3 separate regions of the Mus musculus genome follow, and all the other regions are linked to region 1. Evidence: chromatin contacts called from public HiChIP or PLAC-seq and promoter capture Hi-C data. All regions are on one chromosome and are shown on one strand. The core of a region is the stretch at or near the end of the contact, and the rest is flanking DNA. Distances in the headings are between cores, read along the strand shown. Region 1 holds the start of Psmd6 (proteasome (prosome, macropain) 26S subunit, non-ATPase, 6). Region 2 overlaps Nek10 (NIMA (never in mitosis gene a)- related kinase 10). Region 3 overlaps Nek10 (NIMA (never in mitosis gene a)- related kinase 10).

Evidence for each region. Promoter capture Hi-C pulls out the DNA fragments that hold promoters and counts their contacts. HiChIP or PLAC-seq counts read pairs in DNA pulled down with a chosen protein or histone mark.
Region 2: a contact with region 1 is called in a promoter capture Hi-C map of hippocampal neurons, with 5 times the contacts expected there. The contact joins the enhancer-like site here to the promoter of Psmd6 in region 1. A contact is called at or near these places in 3 of 39 promoter capture datasets (the 3T3-L1 cell line, cranial neural crest and hippocampal neurons), 5 of 484 Hi-C or Micro-C datasets (B cells, the Ba/F3 cell line, cortical neurons and 1 more), 2 of 115 datasets of contacts at active chromatin or transcription factors (bone marrow-derived macrophages and large pre-B cells) and 2 of 9 other capture datasets (adipose tissue and liver).
Region 3: a contact with region 1 is called in an H3K4me3 HiChIP or PLAC-seq map of bone marrow-derived macrophages, with 8 times the contacts expected there. The contact joins the enhancer-like site here to the promoter of Psmd6 in region 1. A contact is called at or near these places in 2 of 39 promoter capture datasets (embryonic stem cells and hippocampal neurons), 2 of 15 datasets of contacts at CTCF or cohesin (large pre-B cells and pro-B cells), 1 of 484 Hi-C or Micro-C datasets (bone marrow-derived macrophages), 3 of 115 datasets of contacts at active chromatin or transcription factors (bone marrow-derived macrophages, large pre-B cells and pro-B cells) and 3 of 9 other capture datasets (adipose tissue, liver and pancreatic islet).

What each region holds. Positions count from the first base shown.
Region 1 is chr14:14,119,670-14,123,242 of GRCm38.p6, forward strand. It overlaps Psmd6 (proteasome (prosome, macropain) 26S subunit, non-ATPase, 6), which reads right to left and starts at 1,276. Exons shown (of 8, transcript NM_025550.3): 1 at 1,070-1,276; 2 at 318-523. The coding sequence starts at 1,214.
Region 2 is chr14:14,841,313-14,845,265 of GRCm38.p6, forward strand. Nek10 (NIMA (never in mitosis gene a)- related kinase 10) reads left to right here. Exons shown (of 35, transcript NM_001195229.1): 7 at 1,474-1,552; 8 at 2,535-2,602. Among named protein-coding and RNA genes, the nearest start is that of Nek10, 22 kb to the left of the region's middle. Within about 2 kb of position 1,924, at least 32 of the 459 cell types and tissues checked have an H3K27ac peak or open chromatin away from gene starts, as enhancers often do. A contact at or near this core is called in hippocampal neurons, where this site is marked.
Region 3 is chr14:14,902,899-14,906,643 of GRCm38.p6, forward strand. All of the region lies in intron 22 of Nek10 (NIMA (never in mitosis gene a)- related kinase 10), which reads left to right. Among named protein-coding and RNA genes, the nearest start is that of Nek10, 84 kb to the left of the region's middle. Within about 2 kb of position 2,028, at least 29 of the 459 cell types and tissues checked have an H3K27ac peak or open chromatin away from gene starts, as enhancers often do. A contact at or near this core is called in adipose tissue and bone marrow-derived macrophages, where this site is marked.

The DNA.
Region 1 (3,573 bases), core at 26-2,525:
TAACGCACACCTTGCTCTGTTAAGAGCAGGGAATTGGGTGCTGCAACATTGTCATGTATCTACTGTTCCTGTACTGACTCTTCAGTACAGGTAAATATGATTATCCTTCCAGTTAAAACAGAAAGATTCTCTTATCCAGTGAGATATTACTCATTTGCACTGATGTACAACATTGGTCTGTACCTCCAGAAAATAGGGAGCACCTCTCATCTGCAGAGCGGGCAGGGCATCTCACTGACCCTGTCACCTACCCAGAGCGGGCAGGGCATCTCACTGACCCTGTCACCTACCCAGAGCGGGCAGGGCATCTCACTGACCTTGTCACCTATCTGACAGAGGTACTCTGCTTTTGCCATCATTGCATCTCGAATTTCACTTTCTCCCAGATTCTTCTCTGCATCCTCCAGCTCCTCATCCAAACGTTTCAACTCTTCTTCGTTTGCTTTCTTCATTTTACTCAGGAGATCCACGTCCATCTGCCAGTCGAGGGATTTACACAAGGCTTCATAATAAGGAGCCATATCTAAAAGCCACAAATCACGCATTATGAGGTATCCTGTTAGCTTCTGCTCGCTTTTCCCACCCCACCGAAGGTCAGCTAGCAGACGCCTCCCAACTATGGGCCTGGGTAGCACGGCTAAGGTTTGAAGCTGGGAGCCTGCTTGAGAGCCGATCTTAGCAGGTCTGATCGCGACTAAGGCCAAGGGGAAGGGAATCGAATCCTCAGTTTGCTCTGGTCGGCTCCTGTTCCAAAGGAGTCCTCATGTCAGGGAAAGGACACCGATTCGACTCGACTACTAGGGACAGAACCCTGACTGTCCCTTGGCCGGCAGCTAAACACCGACAGGCATCACTAAAGCCGCGGCGCCTTTGCCGGGAGTCCAGCCGCGACAAGCACCCGAGGCTTCCCTGGACGTCTCGCGGCGGGGAAGAACCCACTAAGGCAAGCAAGCCCCTCTCGGGTCCAGGAGGCCTCCCTAGGGGTCTCCATGAAGCCTCGACCGGAGACGCCCGCCAGGCACCCCGACCGCCCCGCCTAGGCCGCTGACTCGGCGCTCGCTGGCCTCACTGTTTTCCCGGACGGCCGCCATCAACTCCTCGCGCACCGCCGCGTCCCCGCGGTGCTCCGGCAGGCTAAGCAGAAACCGCAGCTGCGCGATGCGCAGGTCGGGGTTCTTGGGCAGTCCCTCTTCTTCTAGGTTTTCTAGCGGCATGGCTACAGCACAGGAGCCGGCTGACAGAACCAAGCACAGCCCTGGGCCACCAGCGGAAGCAGGAGGAGTCGTCACAGGTTCCCCAGAGCCGCCAGTCTGACTTCCGGTCGCGTCTCTGGCTCCGCCGCCCGCAGCGTCCCCTGCTGGACATCGGCGGGAGCACCTGGCGCTGTCCCCTTTTTCTTTAGGTCAGAGTTGGGCCCAACTTTCATTTCTTGAGTATCTTTTTTTCTTCCTTTTTATATAATATTTGCAACGGATAGGATCTGGAAATCCGCCAACAGTTTTAAAATATAACACAGATGAGAAAAACAATAAAAACAGTTTTCCAGGGACATCTTTGTTTCAATACTCTTGAACTAGGGAGAGATTCTTTTGGTCCAGATTGTAGACAAACAAACTGGAACATAGCGAGATTTGAAAAGTGGCCAGCTAAGGTTACACACCAGCTACATGACAAGGCCTGTGTAGAACCTATCTTCCTTACATTTAAAATCCACATTCTTCCCTATTCTAAGAAAAGAGTACCCCGTGTTTCCAATTATTAATTCAGTGATTTACATTATTTTTGTGTGCACATGTTGGAGGAGTCTTCAGAATGGGTAATGGTCTATAAATCCTACTGTGTGACACAATGAGAAATGTCCCACTGAGTTTCAATATTTGACCACATGGTCCCCATTGGTGGTGCTGTTTGGACACCTTAAGGAACCATAAAAAGGTGTAAACCCTGCTTTAGGCAGTCGCTCACTGGGGTAGGTTTGAGAATTTCTGACCTCACCCCATTTCCAATTCTTTCTATGTTCTCTCTGTGTGGTTGAAGATGTGATCTCCCAGGTTCTTGTTCCAGCCTGTTTCTATGCCCCTGCCACTACTAAGGACTCTCAGAAAGTGCAAACCAAATTAGACTCATGAGCTGCTTTGGTCATGGCGTTTTATCACAGCAAGAAAAAGTAACTAGTAAACCCACTGCACGGACTTTCTGTCCTTTGCTTTTGTTAGGCCCTGCAATTGTGATGACTGTAATCTGCTACCCCGAGAGAATCTCAACACAGAGACTTATCTTACCACAGAGACTTAAAGCCAGGATTTGCATCTCAGTTGTTGAATTCCTACTAGAAGTTTACCTTTGAACACAAGCTCAACTTCTACTGCAGTGGATCTTTTATGCTGGCCCAAAATTCTTCTGGGTTCTGAAATATGATGTCCCATGAAGGATGTGTGGATCCAGGTATCACACTCTATGTGATGGTTACCATATGTCTGACTTTTGGAACAGTACAACACAAGGATGTGCTAGAATTGGTGCTATTTTATGTTATCAGAATGTTATAACTTTGTATGGAAACTGATCATCAATCCTTTCAAGAAAGATTCTGTAGGAAGCATCCTAAGACATTCATGAATGGGTTTAGGGCAAGAGGAACTAGAGCTTTAAATCAAGCCCAGTATAGAGATATTTCAAGACTGGGTTCATACTATGCATGAAATACGAATACACTAGTGTCCATAATTCACTTGTAAACAAAAAATGGGTTTATTTATTTATTAATCATCCCATTCATTTACATCTCAAATGATATCTCACTTCCGAGTAACCCTTCCACAAGCCCCATCCCCCATCCCATATCTGCCCTCTTTTCCTTCCCCTTTGCCTCTATGAGGGTGCTCTTCCAACCCCACCTACCCTCTCCTACCCACTGATCCAGTGTATAGTGTCCTGTACACGCCTTGGTTTGTAGTCTAGTCCCTGGGAGCACTGGGTGATCCAGTTGTTCTTTCTATGGGGTTGCAATCCCCCTCTGCTCCTCCAGTCCTCCCACCAGCTCCCCCACCTAAGTTCCTGAGCTCAGTCTGATGGTTGGCTCCAAGCATCCACATCTGCATTGATAGGTTGCTGGCCTAAACTCCCAAGCAACTTCCTGTCAGCAAGCACCTCTTAACCACAGCAACAGTGTTTGGTGTCTGCAGACAAGATGGACCCCCAGGTGAGGCAGTTCTCAGATGGCCTTTCCTTCAGTCTCTGCTCCATTTTTGTCCCTGTTCTTCCTTTGAACAGGAACATTTCTGTGTTAAAAACTCTGAGATGGGTAGGTGGTCCCTTCCCTTGGCTTCGGGCTGTGCTTATCTACTGGAGGTGGTCTCTACAAGTTCTATCTGCTCCTCTCTGGGCTTTTCCGATAATCTCATACCCCCTGGGTGCTGGGGCCCTCTCCTTTCCATGGAGTCTGGGAATCTCCAGTGGCTATCCCCAGTTCCTCATCCCCTACTGCTACATGTTTTTATTCCATTTCCTAACCCTCTGTATCTTTCTCCCATCCTCTCTAGTACCTGATACTGCCCACCTTGTTTTCTCCCC
Region 2 (3,953 bases), core at 674-3,173, 720 kb after region 1:
TATTCAACAACTTTGCTTATTGAGAGAATAAAAAACAATTTTAGGGCATGTCATTGAGTTGGAATTCCCAGTCTCCCAAGACTGGGAGATAAGAAAGGTGATTATTTATTTATTTATTTACTTACTTTAAAATTTATTTTAGCTTTTTTTTTTTTCAGGATAAGAGATTAGACAAGTACTCTACCACCAAACTCTATCCTAGCCTTTATGTTTACTTTTTGTTTTTTTAAACTTTTGATATGGATCTCACTAAGGCAGCTTCAAATTTGCAGTCTTCTTGTCTCAGCCCCTCTTGTAGCTAAATAACAGGTCTATCCACATCATGCTATTTTATTTACTTATTTATTTTGCTCATTTATCCTTACATGAGAAATTGTCGCACCATGTAGCCCATGTTGGACTAAAACTTCAAATGATCTGTTTCAGCTTCTTGAATGTTGAGTCCTGTGTTAACAGACCAGCAAAAAGTGATTTATGCTAAACTCGGTCTTGAGAACTCATTCTGAGCTAGATTAATAGAAGATCATGCCTAGTGGAAATGTTACCTTTGAATACAAAATTTCCCTACAGTCTCCTGTGTTGATACTTGGTGCCCAACTGTGCTGCTATATGGAGAGTCAGTGGGAACCTTGAGGCAGGACTGAGCTGGAAGAAGAAGGGGCCACAGAAAGATGCCTGCTCCAGCCCCTTCCTACCATTCTCTATGCTACCATGAATTGAGCATTTTTTCTCTGCCTCACTTTCTTTAAATTGTTTCTCTCAGTGTTTGTCACAGCTATGGAGACTGAACAGAGTCACCTTAAATCCTGGGAAGGTGATTCATGCTCAGTGTTTAAAATGTTTATTTGTTTGTTTGTTTGTTTATATGTATATGAGTGATCTGCGTTAGAACAGACACACACACAGAAGAGGGAATCAGATTCTATTACAGATGGCTGTGAGCCACCATATTGCTGGAAAATGAACTCGGGACCTCTGGAAGAGCAGCCAGTATTCTTAGCCATCTCTCTAGCCCCCTTGTTTAGTTTTTAAAGAGAAATCTAACTGAAGATGTACCTCACTGAGTGAAGTCCATGTCCATATATTGTAAAGGACATCACCACTTTAACATAAGCATTCACACTGTCTATGCTTCTCTGAGCCTATTTCTTAAACATTTTGCTGCAAGGTGAATCAAAGAATCAGGTTACTATGTATATCTTATATAAGATGCACCGTGAAACTATTCAGTTCAAGTCATTCTGGGATTTTTGAGAGCTTTCAGAATTCTTTCAACTTTGGGGGCATTCAGGAAGAAACCATGAATCACTAAGTCCTGTGTCCCACCCTTGAGTGCCACAGGCCCAGGAGTACTGAGCAGTTCTTACTTACCTCTCTGCCATCCTAGGCTCATCCTAAGACCTGCACTCTTGTTTCCTATGTACTTTTGGTGCTGGCTTTCTGACTGGCTTATTGGGTTGGTCTTTCATGCAGTACATGGAGATCGTGGCCAACGAGTACCTGGGCTACGCTGAGGAGCAGCACTGTGTGGACAAGCTGGTCAATATGACGTGTAAGCATTGTTGCCAGGCACCCAAAGAATCTCGTGGACTTGGGAGAAAGAACACCTGCTGCTCTTATTATTGTTCCACTCACATGGTGTGTGCCTTTGTGCCAATGGTATCACATGTCCCCACATCTCCCCATGGCAGCTCTTTCTTTGGCAAGCATATTTGTTTCAAGGAAGAAGTCTTTCATAAAAGCGACATCTGTTGTGACATTGAAAGAAAACCTTTTGATTTCTGTGAAAATGTCAGAACCAGGGATTTTTGCTTCTAAAATTGGGTAATAATTATGCCTAGCTCATATAATGTAGACTACCCACAACATGAAAAGGAAAACTGAGAATCTCCCCTGAAAACAGCAATGTGGAAGCTGTGGCCAGGGTGTGAGACATCTCAGACATTCTTCTGGCTTCCTCAGAAAGCTTGACCAGTTTCTCTTCCTTCTCTCTCCTATTGCCCTTCACCCACCCCTCCCCCTTGCAGTCCCTCTAGGTGTGGTCAGCCACAGGATTCCTGCTGCTTTGGGTGCCAGCACAAGCCCATTGTACTTGTGTGGATAGACTGGTTTCTCATGCTTTGCTGGTTGGGCCTACGGTGGCTCTTAGGGGCAGGGGAGATGCTGGGCACCAGGATGTTCCTTTGAGGACAGCTTTCTCGGTGCAGGTCTTATGTTCTGCCTGGCCTCCCATCTCTTTGTAAGCTGGAATAATGAGTAGGGTCTTTTAAGTCCATGCCATGACCTTGTAATAAATAAGGTTCAGGAACCTGTTCAACTTTAAATGCACGGGGAGTTTGCTTTTGTGCTATTTGCAGATTTACTATACTAGGTGAGCTTCTAGAGTTGAACTAGGCAGCCCTGTCCTCCACTATTCCTTTTGTGGGTCTCTGCTCCCACTCTCTCGTTCTTCTCTTTCCTGTCACTTCTGAGGAGCCAGAGTTTCATGACAGCTGTTTCTCGATCTCCCTTTGAATGATTTCTTTCTTTAATAGATATTTTTCAAAAACTTGCTGCTGTGAAAGACCAAAGAGAATGGGTTACTGCAAGTGGAGCCCACAAGGTGAGTGGGCCCCTAGAGTGCTGAGGTTCTACATGGCCCTGTGTGTCATCAGTCGCTCTCCAAGTTCAGAGCTTAATACTCAAGCTACATGTCATTATAAGTCGTAAGACTATGCACCCAGCCTAAAATGGCTTCTCTACTTATCTTCTTATGTTCTTTACCAACACAAGGAATCAATAAATGGTGCAGCATATGAAGGTTTTTACTTTTCAATTCTACTCCAGCTGAGTGCATCACTTAACTTTAATGTTAAAGCGAAATCCATCTGTATTGTAAGGTTTTATAATTAGAATAATATGAAATCAGCATTTTCTGTAAGTCAGAGATAATTGAATATAGCAATTTATGGGATGCAGACTCACAAGGTGGTATGGTATTGTAAGCTATGGATTAAGTATTCATTTTAAGGTGCTAAAGATGCAGTTCAGAGAAAGACCTTGGGTCCTGGACTCTGTATTCCCAGGAACACCCCTCCCCCACCACCATACACACACACACACACACCCACATGTCAGTGTGTACCGTAAAATACATGAATGTTGGTTTAGTGGTAACAGACATTTAACAGGCAGATGTGTAGAGCTGATTTCAATAACCTGTTGAGTCCTCCTATCTCAGGAATGCCTAACTTGTGCTGCTTGTGGTCTTATGCTTCTGGGAGAGAGTTTAGGTGACACACAGTAGTTTTCACTTTAACAGACAGTGATTTTATTGATGTTGCTTACAATCTGACAAAACAATAACATTAAGGTGTTAAGTTGGCTTAGCAACAATTTTGAAAAGGATGTTTGTAGAATTGAAGTTTGTGAACCATATCACACAGTGGTGGAGATCAAGGAGGAGTCCAAGAGAGATGCTAACTTCAGCATAAGGAAGTGTAAAGGGATCCATGGGATGAAAACAAAAGTGCATCCCCGCATCCCCGCAGAGCTTTCACAGCTCTGACACTAGGATGTTTGGCAAGAAAGTAGTGGGGGACAGGAGTCTGTGGTCTGAAAAATTGGAGAAAGAGCATTTACATTAATGGGGATTCAATGAAGGCATTCTTCTCCAAGGAAAGGCATGATGGATTAAGCAATTTGGTCCTAGTTATAAAAAGGTTATGTTTTCAGTGGTTTGCAATCTGTGGGTTGTGGCCCCTTTGATGGTCAAAAGACCCTTTCACAGGGGTTGCATATCAGATATTCTGAGTATCAGATATTCACATTACAGTTCATAGCAGTGGCATAATTATACTTATGAAGTAGTGAGGAAGTAATTTTATGTCACCACAACATGAGGAACTGAATTAAGGGGTTATAACATTAGGAAGAGTGAGAACCACTGGTTCAAGGGTTTACGTGGGTAACAT
Region 3 (3,745 bases), core at 778-3,277, 780 kb after region 1:
AACTGGTTCTTGATACCAACATATGTCCCTTTTTCTTATCAAAAAGAAGGGGAAAAAAAGGAGAGGCGGGAAGTCAATGGTGAAAAGGGAATAGGGGCATCATGTCTCCTAGATTGCTTCCCTTCCTTCTGTCTAGGGGCATTTTCTATTTTGGGGTGAAGCTGACTTTCACCATTGGGGTCTACTTGATAAACACTTGCATCAGGCTTCTCTATGGACAGTGGCTGGTAATTCTGTAACAGAAACTGATTAATAGTCTGGTCAGAATTTTTTTGTATTTGTCATTGAAGGAATTTAGAAATAAGATTAATGAGGCAGGGAGTGAATAATACCACCAGGGAGATGACAAGGAAAGGTGTTATGAGAGGGAGTATCTACTTCTATATAGGGTTTTTAAAAATCCCAGAACTGGAGGTCTCACTTTCCCTGAAATTCTATATATCTGATTGTAGCTCCTGGATTTCATTTCTCACTCTCCCAGATTGGTTGACATAGAAACAGCATTATTCTTGAAGGAACAGGCAAAGACCAACTTCTTTAGCTGTCAGAACATTTAGCTCCCATTGGTTCTGAAGCAACACAGCTGCCAAAGAACTAATCTGTTCTGGATAGTAAGCTTGGTTTCAGACATTTCTTGAAAACTGCTTTCAAACTTGGAAATGACTTTATCCTATCCTGGGTAGAAGAAGGAGCAGAGGAACTGCTGGTGACTTTGGGTTTATATGAATGGGTGGGAGCAAAGGAAATAGAGACTGCCAACCTAGCTACAAGATCCCTTCCCAAGAAGGGGACAGGACATGTTGGCACTGCTGAAAAGGAATGGGTGAGAGGTACACACCTAGAAATGCAACTAAGTGTTAGGGTCTGATGAGGAATGTAAGGTTGCCCTCATACCTTGACAATAGGTAAATGAGAGAGGGAAGTGGGTCCACAAAACTCCATCAGGACAGTGGACTAAATAGCCCCAGTGTCCAATAGGAAGGAGATGGACCGCCCACATACCATGATGCCTACCTGGGGCTCCCTGCTAGTGATGGCAGTCGTCGGGTCAAGGAGCTCAGGTCTCCTTAGTAGGCCATAGCCAAACCTAGGAGATCAGTTGGAGGGTTGTCTGGGAGTGATGTGAAACATAAGGGTAATTGATAGCCCAATGTCCCTCTTGATGGTGCCTAGGCCATGGCCTCCTTGGCTTGAGGAAGCTAGAGCAAGCTTTTACCCAATGACCTTGTTGACCCCATTTGTAGCAGAAGCCTGGTGGTCTCTGAGTCTTTGAAGACCAGGAGTTCAGGGCAGTGGCTGGGGTTGGTCAGACAGCCTTTGCCAGCATATGATATTTTTGTTTGTGGCCTTTCTCACCTCTCTCATGGTACACCTTGAAGGCCAGCACTAAAATTTCGCCTGTGAAGTTAGGGGTCCCCTCTTCAGCTTTCTGTTTGGCTTTTATGTCGGGGTAGCTCTGGGGAAAAAGTAGGTTATCAGAAATTGCTTACCTTTTGGGTTTTCAGGGTCCAGATTGGTATACAGCAATACAGCCTTTGTGAGGTGTTCTAAATATTGAGATGGATTTTCATGTTTGTACTGGACAACCTCTTGGAATTTTTCAAAATTTACTGCCGTTAAGGATGCTTTTCTTAGGCCAGCCAGAAGGCAATTTATAAATCTATCTCTGGCTAAAATACTTCCCATGGAAGTATAATTCCTTCAAGGATCCTGGTCAGGCACTGCCTCAGAACCAATTGGATATGTTCTATCTGTTTGATGATTTTCATCTTCATATGTTCTTGCTTGCTCTCAAACTCTCCTTAGTTCCTCAGTAAGCAAGTTATTAAGAAGGATAATATGTACATCATGGAAAGGCAAGCTATAAGGCTAAATAATATATTGAAACTCTTTAATAAAGGTGGAGGAGTTAGAGGTATAGGAGCCCAGTTTGCTTTCTATTTGAGAAAGTTCACTCAGTGAGAAATGAACATGTGTTCTGACAAGGCCATCCACCCCAGCTACTTCCCTTAAAGGAAGCACCCATGCTGGGTCAAGTGTTTGGCTGTGGCCTTAGAGTGCGTGATAGGAGGGGTAAAGTTCGGCGCCAATGTAGGGCGTTTTGAATGACCGGCAGCTTGCTCAAAAGAGGAGGGATCTGGTGAGGTCGAGCTAGTAGGCTTTGGAGTATCCTTGTGAGAAGGAGAAACCAAGGCAGCAGTTTGGGTTTTGGCGGTGTGGAAACAGATCTGCGGCAGAAGGAGGGCAGCTCCTTAGCTGGATCAAGCGTTGTAGCACCATCTAGTGGAGGCAGTGGAGGCTTCATGGCTAAGAGAAGTTGGATTGGGGAACAAGAGGAGCACATGGAGGAATTGGAGTGAAGATAGAAGAATGCTTGGACATAGGGGGCTTCTTTCCATTTACCAGACCACTGGTAGTATATGTGAAGATGCCTTAAAATAACTGGATCTAGTGTGTCATGAAGTGGACATTTGAAGCTATTATCTAACTGGTACTGAATCCAGACCTTATTGCCAAGGTGTACTGATCTTGATTCCCTCAAGTCAGGTGTTAGCTTCAGAGATTTGAGATTGTCCAGGAGACATCTCAGTGAGGTACCTAGAGATACATTCAAAGACATCACATTACCCATTGGAGAGTTATTTCATTATTCATACTGGCGTCCCGAGAATAATTCAATAACCAAAAATAGAGCCAGGCTAGAGGCCTAAATCATCACTAAGGCCCCCTAGAGGCTATACACGGTAAGTCCTGAACTTACCAGAAAGCATCTCACCTTAGGCCTAGGGGTTTCTTAGACAGTTGCAAGAGCCCAGAGTGGGAGGGGTGGGAGAGGCACTTTCGAGGGGTATGTTCTGGAGGCTGGTCCACTTCACTTCACTCAGTCACAGTCCCCAGTGCTTATGCCAGTCACCTCCTGGGCTAACATAGCAACAGCTGCTGGAGGGCACGACTGAGTCCCCAGTTTCAGCACCAATCATATGTTGGAATGGTGGCTCATGTCCAGACAGAAACCACCAGGCCAAAACAGTTCCATGTGGAAGAGGTTTATTGGAGACAAAAAGAGGAAAGAGAGAAAGACAAAGGAAAAAAGGGTCGATGGTGGGAAAGGCCTGTCTTTTATTTAGGCTGTGATGTAATCTGTTCGCAGGTAAGTGTGGAAAGTATCCTCTGGGAAGATATGTGGTTGCCTTAGCAACAGGTGTCACCTATGTGTGATATTCCTGAGTAAGGAGCCAATCTGCCAAACTGGTTCTTGATACCAACAATTGCTCTGTAGTACAACTTGAGGTCAGGGATGGTGATTCCCCCAGAAGTTCTTTTATTGTTGAGAATAGTTTTCACTATCCTGGGTTCTTGGTTATTCCAAATGAATTTGCAAATTGCTCTTTCTAACTCTATGAAGAATTAGGGTAGAATTTTGATGGTGATTGCATTGAATCTGTAGATTGCCTTCAGCCAGATGGCCATTTTTTACTATATTAAGCCTACCAATCCATGAGAATGGGAGATCTTTCCATCTTCTGAAATCTGCAATTTCTTTCTTCAGAGACTTGCAGTTCTTGCCGTACACATCTTTCACTTGTTTGGTTAGAGTCACACCAAGGTATTTTATATTATTTGTGACTATTGTGAAGGGGTTGTTTCCCTAATTTCTTTCTCAGTCTGTTTATCCTTTGAAGGCTACAGATTTGTTTGCATTAATTTTATATCCAGCCCCTTTGCTGAAGTTGTTTATCAGCTG